Regions from separate parts of the Gossypium hirsutum genome. Here region 2 is linked to region 1. Evidence: chromatin contacts called from public Hi-C data. All regions are on one chromosome and are shown on one strand. Each heading gives the region's core, a stretch centred on a gene start, on an enhancer-like site or on the middle of the called end of the contact. The rest is flanking DNA. Distances are from core to core; before and after follow the strand shown.

What was found. A called contact is a pair of places that touch in the nucleus more often than the background predicts.
Region 2: a Hi-C map of leaf shows a contact between it and region 1, with 2.7 times the contacts expected there. The contact joins the enhancer-like site here to the promoter of LOC107929686 in region 1. A contact is called at or near these places in 14 of 34 Hi-C or Micro-C datasets (anther, callus, hypocotyl and 3 more).

Annotation. Positions count from the first base shown.
Region 1 is chrA08:106,848,388-106,853,353 of Gossypium_hirsutum_v2.1, forward strand. LOC107929686 (ATP synthase subunit delta', mitochondrial-like) reads right to left here and starts at 2,629. Exons shown (of 2, transcript NM_001327306.2): 1 at 2,215-2,629; 2 at 1-624. The coding sequence starts at 2,475. The coding sequence ends at 280.
Region 2 is chrA08:106,906,100-106,910,935 of Gossypium_hirsutum_v2.1, forward strand. It overlaps the pseudogene LOC107929652. Among protein-coding and RNA genes, the nearest start is that of LOC107929630, 32 kb to the right of the region's middle. Within about 2 kb of position 1,397, at least 3 of the 9 cell types and tissues checked have an H3K27ac peak or open chromatin away from gene starts, as enhancers often do. A contact at or near this core is called in leaf, where this site is marked.

The DNA of each region.
Region 1 (4,966 bases), core at 1,379-3,878:
GAAACAGCAAAACATCTGCGATGCCAATATTTGAACTGCAATAAGAACAACTACATGATTTGCATTATGTATAACATCCATAAATTTGTAGCTTCTTAAAAGTTTCCTCCACTGCAAACCAGGTGAAAGCCCTTGAAGATTATTCATATCGGTTACACGTTTGAACATAGAAATAGAAGGAAAGAACATGTTCAGAACAATATCTGCATCCATCATATGAATCTTAAGGATCGGTAGGGCAGGTTTAAGGAAAAGAAAATCGGAGAATGGGAAACAACACTAGCCTGTGAGGGCGGAGTTGAGTGCGCTGTGCACATCAATTCCAATTTGGGCTTCAGCTTTCTCCAAGTCGGTTGTGGCAGAGCTCAGCTTCGAGGTGAACTCTGCAAGCCCTTTCTGAACAAGGTTAACATCAAGTCGATCAAGTGGCACAGCCTCAACAGCTATTATATCTGCAAAAGAGTTGGCATGGATAAAAACAAAGCCGCTACTGACGAAATACTTTGTCATTTCACTTCCTTCGTGCACTGATAACACTCCAGGTTTCAGTTCTGCAATTGTTGCTACATGTCCTGGAAGAACACCCATCTGCCCAGTTGTGGCTGGTACTATAACCATGTCAACCTGGAAACAGAGAATTTAAGATACCCAGAATCCCAGCTAATTCATAAAAGACTATATTATCTATTCTTTTCCTTCATACACTACCTTTTTCCTGCTTGGCAAAGGCACCATGAAAAGTTGCATTTTTATTTCAATTTTCAAAGGCAAACCCATACCAAAACACAAAGAGTAGCACATAAATAAACACTAGTGGAGTGACAAAGGACTTGATATCAAGTCTTCAGTTGACATTAGTCTCAAGTTTGATCTCTGAATTAATCTCTTACCCCCTTCCCCTTATAAATAAAAAGTGGTATTTATGCAAAAAAAAACCTTTAACAGTTAACTTAGTTACTTGAGTGACCCGTTTAAAACGAAGGCATAGATATGGCCAGAATTACATTTTGAGAATAATAGGAGATTTCTTAGTGGCCTTTGGTGTTGGAACCTATCAAAAGAAATAAAGACAGAATGGAATGTTCGAATACTGGAATCAAATCATAGCAGGATTAGCAAACTTGATCAAGTATCAGTATTATCACCTTTCTTCAAGGAAAAAATATTAGTGATAGATAGATAGTAGTTTTGGTAGTTAGATGCAATCCTTTAGAATTACATATTTTCCCTCATTGCCAATCTATGCCCATGAGCTGAAATTAATTATCTTTATGCAAAATTATGAGGTTCCATTCGATGTCCAAAATCCAGAGCAAGGCAAATGCTTTTGAAAATTAAATAAAAATATATATAGCATAATAAGGAATACTGTGGAACTAAAATATGAACAGATAGGTTTTATATAAGCAAATCCAGCTTTCCGACACAAATGCTCCAGGTATCCAAGTGAATGCTTAGAAATATCATGATGGCAAGGCGTGCAAGTGCAAATACTAATAAAAATACGACCCTCACTCTCTATTTGTCTACTCAAGGATTTTAAGGACATTAGTTATCTGTGTTACTGCATTTTAAGTGCATTCCCAACGAACTCACAATCAAATAAGCCTGATATGGCCATTAACTTTTTCATCTAAAAGGAGTAGCCGAATTGGGATTGACAAGAAATAGACAACAAATAGAAAACAAACATTTCTTTTGGGATAAAGGAGTTGCAGCTAAAAGTCTAAAAGATATCCTATAATCAGTTTCTGAATACGAAAATCAGCAAAGGTAATACGAATACACTCTAAATTGCAGTGCAATGCCACAATCGGTTGTCTTGTCTTTCAGGGAATTTAATTTTGTTTCAGAATCTGTAACCCGATTTAAAGATTGCATTGAATGGTATCATTATTGGATAAATTCACCAATAGGAGTTGTATAGGGCAAATGTTTGAAATTAACAGTAACGCCATACAATTAGAGACCCATTCAGATCATCACCATTACAGAGAAGACAAAATAAAAGTAATTGGCATTGCATTCTATCGAAAAAACAACTAACATAATTTCAGCAAAAATAAAAAAATAAAGGTTTGACATTTTGCCTTGTACCGGAGAATAGCATGAAAATATTTATTTCCACAATCCTAATCCAAGAAAACAGAGTTGAAGAAAAATCGGAAATATCCCAAATAAAATTAAAAAAGAAAAAAAAAACCCAAATGTTACCTCTTTGGTGGCCAACTCAGAAGCATAAGGAAGGACGAAATTGACAGTAAGCTTGGAAGGAATGGAGGAAGGAGTGGGAGGACGAGGTTGCATGAAAGAGAGAGGAGTTTTAGGAGGGTCCATGTTGGGGATCACTTTAGTCCACGCCTCCGTGAATGTGGCATCCGCAGAGGGTGCCGCTGGCAGATCAGTGGAGAAGGGTCGAGCCCTTGCTGCCAAAATGGATCGACAGGCCAATAGCATCGATGCTCGACGCAACATTCTGGGAGGGGGGTTGGTGGTGATCGCTCGGCTATCGCAAGGTCGGAGACAGGGTGTGAGAAGAGGGGCCGTTCAGTCTCTGGCTTAACTCTTTTTCTGTTTTGGTACTCTGTATTTGTGAAGCGAAATTTGGGAATCTAAGAAAACTTAAAGCTGTTAAAAAAGATTACTCAGGTCGGGGTTCCGGGTTAACATATATTATAGTAATTTTATATTTAATTGTATAAATTTGATGTTTAAAATATTATTTTTAAATTCGTTTATACTTATAAAATTGTTAAATATACTATTTTATTTAATTTTTAGTAATTTCAAAACTTAACATATTTTAAGGGTTAATTGCACCAATCATTTACTACCAAGAATTCTCAAATTGTAAAAATTTTTAATTACATCCTCAAACAATTGATATTATATTAATTAGGTCTTTCTATTATTAAAATTCTTAATTTAATCGTAAAATAAAAATTTTAAGCTTTTAAAAGTTAAAACTAAAAAAAAGTAAAACTGAAAAAGGGAAGGTGGACGATAAAACTTTTATAAAATTGCCAAAAACCTTAAAACTAAATTTCTTTACAACATCCATTTTTACAATATTAAATTTTCTTTAAAAAAATTATTTTAAGCTATGCCACATAAGATCTGACATCTTATTTTAATGTTAAATTAACAATTTTGTAATAGAATAACTTTAATGATATAACATCAATAATTTGGGGATATATGGTGAAATTAACTCTATTTTTAATGCATTATTTATATAATATGTAACTAGAGGTGCTCATGGATCGGGTTGAGCCTGGTTCGGGTTGGTCTAAGCATAATATTAATATATTTTATACTTATCCAAACCCAGTCTGACTTGAAACACGAGCCTAAAATTTTGCTCAAGCTCGCCCATTTTTGCAAAAAGCTTACTCAAGCCCATTTTATGCTCGCCTATATTGTTTTTAAATTTTTAAAAATATATTTATATTATTTTAATTTAATATTTAATAATTTTATATATATTTTTATTTATTGAAATTTTTTATATAGTCATCATAACATTATTTTAATGTTTAGATTAGAATAGTATTATATAATTAGTATAGTTTTATTTTTGTAATGTGTCTTAAATTATATAATATATAAAAATAACATAACATAAAGTATTATAAACTTGAAAATAGGTCGGGCTCGGGCTTGAACACATTTTAAACAGGCCTAATATTTTTACCCAAACCCTCCCAAATTTCAAACAAGCCTTTAGGCCTATATAGGTAGTTTGGCCCATGAACAGGTCTATATGTAACACCCCTTGTCTGACTCGATTGTCGAGTTTGAGCTACGGGATACTAAGTTCGTTACCGGAGCAACTATAGTCAATTATACACTATACAACCATTTACACATGCAAATAAGTATATTATGCAATCATACTATGCTACATAATCATTTCTAGGTTCAATACAAGCTTACGAAAGGTCTTTTGCTAACATGAGATCGAATTAGGACCAAATTATAAAGTTTTCAATTTTTCAAGTCAATGTCGCGACATCATGGTTTCCACGTCGCGGCATCATCAATCAATGAGTTACGTCGTGACTTTAGGCATATCGACGTCATGACGCCATTCACTGTTGATCTATGTCGTGATGTCGGGGAATTATGGTCGCGACGTTGCCCTTGTTTTAGCAATAAACACATTGGTACATTTTTCATGCTTTCAGTCAAACACATATATACTTTTATACATCTTTCCACAATTAAAACATCATCATTCCATATCAATCTATACCATTTCAAGCTTATGAACATTTCAAATAAAACATTCAATATAGTACAAAATAAGTATTCATTATTAAGACATAATCAAACCCTCTATCAAACTAGCCATACCAAATTATTTCATTTTCCAATTCAAACATATCATACTTATGCAAATTGAGAACCAAGCACTTAAATGACCTTAACATGAATTAAAAAAAGCATACACTAAGCTATATTTCATGCTTAACATTCAAACAACGCATTTTCAAATCATTCATCAATTTATCTATCCCAACTAGTTCACTTTGCAACCTTTAACATGCCAAAGTCATGCATGTTGGATATGATGTCTTAAGTGTAGTATTTTCATCTATATACACTTGTAAGTTTTTCTAATAGATTGGTTAATAAAATTATTCATGAATTACATTAATACCCTTTGTATATTTTTCTTGTGTGGTTTTTGCATGTAAAGTAAAATAGAAGCAAATTTAGCTTATTGGTTGTCCAATGTTTAACTAATATTAAGCAGTATTACATAGTCGGATCGTAATATGGAAATACAACTTATATTAGTAAGCGAACCTAAATATGTCCTTAGTTTAATAGGAAATGGGCAAACCAATTGAAAGACTAATATGTCGTCTATCAAGTCCAATTGAGGATATGCTTTGTCTTGGGCATTAAAGCGGATGACTTCTAGAAGATAGAGACATAGATGTGACTGACTGGACCTAAA
Region 2 (4,836 bases), core at 147-2,646, 56 kb after region 1:
TCCATTTCTACCCACAGTCAGCGGAAAACAGGCTCTGACTCCGGTGATCAGAGACGGTCTTATTCCATTGGATCCTTCGATTACATTGTCGAGGAAGAATCGCAGCTGAATAGGAACCAAATACACCAGAGAAATATGTCCGATAAAGAAGAGGTTGGACGAGCTGAGGCAATATCTGAAGCGAGCCTCGCCGCGGAGGTTGCTAACGGAAGAAGTCGGCTTAAGGAGTACGTGGACAGGCTCTCTTTTTCGTTATCATCTCGTGCCATGTCATTTCGTAGCTCAGGAAGGTTAGTCACCGGGAGCAGCGGCCGAAGCGACATATCCGGTGCCGATGGAGATTACGACTTGGAAGCCAATCGTTTCGGCGAGGAGATCAGCGAAATGTTTCGCTGGTTCTCGGGGGTATAAAAGGTAAATACCAGGCTTGACCTTACGGGCACTTGGCATTTCTTCATTTACGGCTTTTCGGTACGATTACTCCACCCTATTTTTTTGCTTAGTCCACTTTATTTCTAATAGATCAAACGACAGAGAGAATTGAGAAATGGAGTGGACATTGCAAAACATTTTAGAGCAGTGCAGCATGCAGCCAGGTGAAGCTGTTTTTTTTACCATTTTATCCGCTTTAAAAATGCCTTTTTTAACAATTGACATTGGAAAACTGGAGGGATTAAATATTGGAGTATAATTAAATTTTTACAGGGGGTCATTTTTATGTTATAACTACTTATAGTCATGATAAAATTTGTTTGCACCGAAACGATGTCGTAGCTACATATATATATATATAATGTATTTGTTTTTTAATATTGTATGGTTAACAGTTCCACCTCAACCATTCGTAGCTACATATATATATAATGTATTTGTTTTTTAATATTGTATGGTTAACAGTTCCACCTCAACCATTCATGATATTCATGGTTTTAGTCTAGAGATTTTGGTAACTATTGTTTGCTTTTTGTGTTTTTACGATTAACTAACATGCTAAAAACCACCATTAATAATTTTATTTATTAGAGTAGAAGCATAAACTTTTGTCATCCCCTCTTTTTAGTGGAGTCATTGGAAAAAAGGCAAAGAAATACTTGAAGTAGCAAAATTTGGGGGCTCTTAGTACAAATTTAGTTATTTTTGAAAGGCTTGTTTAAATATGATGAGCCGAATAAGTTTAAAGACAAAATGTGTAATAAAACCAAACCCAATAGAAAACGAGAGTGCGTGCTGGTTGTTTTTTTTTTTTTTTGTATTTGTCATGCAATGTTATGCGCACATGTCAGTACACACACAGAAACAAACAAAGATCAGATCATATCATTACAAAATAGAGTGGATCCCACTGTAACTGCTAAGTGGTTAAGGGTTGAGCTAATTTCTTTTGGCATTTATTTAGGATTTTTTTTCCATGGAATACAACACCACCTCAGCAATATACATTAGTGCATACAGTGTGTAGGTGAGAATGTGCTTTCTTTCAGGTTTACCTGTAATTGTTTCTGTTGCTACCACTCGAACATTAATTTTAGTAGGTATATATATTAAGTAATTTTGGTCGCGTTTGTTCAACGTTAATGACCTAATTAATTAAATTATCGTTGGTTTTATAATTTCCAAATCCATCTGCTATCTTCATTTTAAATCATAAACAATTAAATGTTGATAATGTTACTAAGTTTTTGAGTTTGATTCTTAATTCTACAATTAGGGTGGGTTTAGATTAGAAGGATTTATTTCGATTTCAAATTATTATTATTTATTTATATTTAATTGTAAGAGATATATAAATATTATTATAAGATTATTTTTAAACAATCAAATAAATTAAATGAAAACGTTCCGAGGTTGAAAATATTGCTCAAAATGAGATGAGTCTGGCCCGCCAACTAAGTGCAGCTGGAGCTGGAGCCATGAACACCCTTAGTTTAGACTTTGGAGTGAGAGTTTTAATATTCTTAAAAAGAGGCCCACGACATATGTAACATTTTTGTGCCATATTTAATAAGAATATTATTTTTTTCAACACATCTTTAAATACATTAGTTAATAACAAAGGCCTTGTTTGTTTGGTTGAGAAAATAGTTCATTAGATGTCACAACACCTCATTTTACTTGACTAAAAGTTTTAGTTTTTTTTCATTCTGCTGAGGCAAAAAAATTTCTCCAAAAATTTCAATTTCACTATTAAATTTAAAAAAAAAGTCAATATTTAGTATATTAGTAGTGTATTTTTTTATTCCACAAATAATTTTAAAAAATTGATATATTTTTATTTTTTTAAAATATTTATTTATTTAATATTTTATACACTTGTCAATCTCTTTAACACTACCCGAAATATAAAAATCCTTAAAAAATTCAAAGCGTGCCTTTGCTAAAATAAAAAAAAATGACATAATTTAGTGTTAGATTTTTGCATCCCCATCTCAAAATTGAATTTCCTCCTAACTTTTCTTCTTCTTGACTCTCAAGTCTCAACTCTCATCTTTTCGGTTTTTTAATTAGTAATACCAAAAAAAATAATAGCGAAAATGGGTGAAAATTAGATTGTTTACAAGGATAGATTTTTTTTGAACAACAAAAAATGGTTGCATTAATGTGTTAGGGGACACCATTTATAAATAATAAAATAATTAAAATAATAGTTAAAAACAATATTTTAATTATGAAAGGGTGTCGCCAACCACGGACGTAACACCCTTTTTTACCTGCCCTTTACTTTTTATTTTATAATTTTAAAAACAATTTTTTATATTTTATTAGTTTTATGTTTATATTTTATAGTTTTTATAATTTTATTTTATTTAATAAAAAATATCCAAGTTGTTTTATTTTCATAATTCTATAATTTTATTAATATTTTATAATTATAAATATTTGAATATTTAAAATAATGACCAAATTGATAAATTTTTAGTAAAATTAACATAAAAACATTAGGATAAATTACTTAAATAGTCATTCAAGTTTTTCAGCGAGTTTCTATTTAGATTACTAAACATAATGTCAATGTGATCTTTTAATTAGTATAATAAAAAATTTAGCCCCTAATATTTTACACATTCTATCTAGTTGATTCTATTTTTAAAAAGTCATTACATTTCCCCCTCAGCGGTTATTATTCTAAATATTAAAAATATAATTATAAAATATTTTAAAAAATAAAATTTAAAAAATAAAACAACTTAACTATTTTCTTATAAATATTAAAAATTTTGGTGCCCAAAATAATAACTCATTAAAAACTTGAGTGATTATATAGGTAGTTACCCTAATGTTTTTATGTCAATTTTATGAAAAATTTATCAATTTGGTAATTATTTTAAATATTCCAAAATTTATAATTATAAAATATTATAAATTTATAAAATTAACAACTTAACAAATTTTTTATTAATAAGTAAATTATAAAATATAAATATAAAACTAATAAAATATAAAATTTGTTTTAAAAAAATATAAAAGAAAATAAAAGTGAAAGGCAGGTGAAAAAGGAGCGCGGCCCTTTGGTTGGCAGACACCCTTTTATAATTAAAATGTTATTTTTTATTTATTTTTATTAAAGTATTATTTTTTGTATGTGATATCGTTTTACTCATGGATACCGCATCTACTGTTCAAAAAAATCCATTCTAGCAAACAATTTATTTTTCACCCAATTTTTTATAATTTTTTTATTATTAATGTAAAGAATCCCTCCACTTTCACTAGCTATCATTGCTTTAGAATCGAAGTAGTTGAATTAGGAATTGGGTTGAGATATTAAACTAACATAAGACACTGGTTGAATTAAATAAAAAATTTATTGAACTAATGGTTGAATTAATTTTAAATTATTTATTTAATTAAACTTATTCAACAAAAAAATTGATGGTATGAGAAATTCGATTTGCTAACTACAACGCAGGCTTCTTTAAGTTTTCTGCAAAATCATATTCTTTCTTTTATTATTATTTTTTGAATTTCCTCCATCTGATTTACTTCTATTTAATTGATTTTTTTGGATAAAATATTTTTTGTTTAGTTTCAGATTTAAATGATTTTGTCAATATGTTTTAGCAAAAAGTGACATTAAGGAGCCCTGGGCAAGGATAAATACCAATCCTTTGCACTTCCTCTGGGAATCGTTGAGAAAGCTTTACATTTCGTCGTATTTGAGGTCCCTAATACATTTATATAATCATTATACTGCATGAGATGGGCTCTAGGATCCCTCTTGCCTTCAAACATCTCTTTCAGCACTTTGAACTCAAATGGCAAGCTCAGAATTGCTATTTTTGGAGATAAAGGGTTGTTAGAACAAAACAACCAATTCATGTATTCTACATAAGAGTGTAACACTCGAACATCTCTACGCAAATCATCTATCTCATCCTGCCATGGCTTTACATGTCTTCCCACAACCTCCTTCTGAAAAGGCGTGACATGGTCCAGAAGATCAGAGTTGTCAAATTGCATCTCTCTTCTCAGTTCTTTGTTCTGTCTTAGCAGCTCTTACTGAAATACTTGCTAAACTTGACACTTTTTTGAGTTATTTGTTCCTTCATCAACCTCAAATACTCTTGTAAACCAAACAGTTGTTATGGCAACGCTCCCTAATTAGAGGGAAATGACAGTCCCTAACCAGAGGGAGCATTAAGATTGAAAGAATTTGAGGCACCTGCTTGGCCTGAGTTTCCTAGATTTTCTGGTCAGTCAGCAAACCAACCAGCAAAAATGTTCATTTCACTAGGTTGATTGTCAGTGCCAGGACCTCCTGCCTGGTCTTATGGGAAACTGCTGGAGAAATTCTCGTTAGGGTGAGTCATCTTGGTTTTCTGATTATCTGAAGATTGA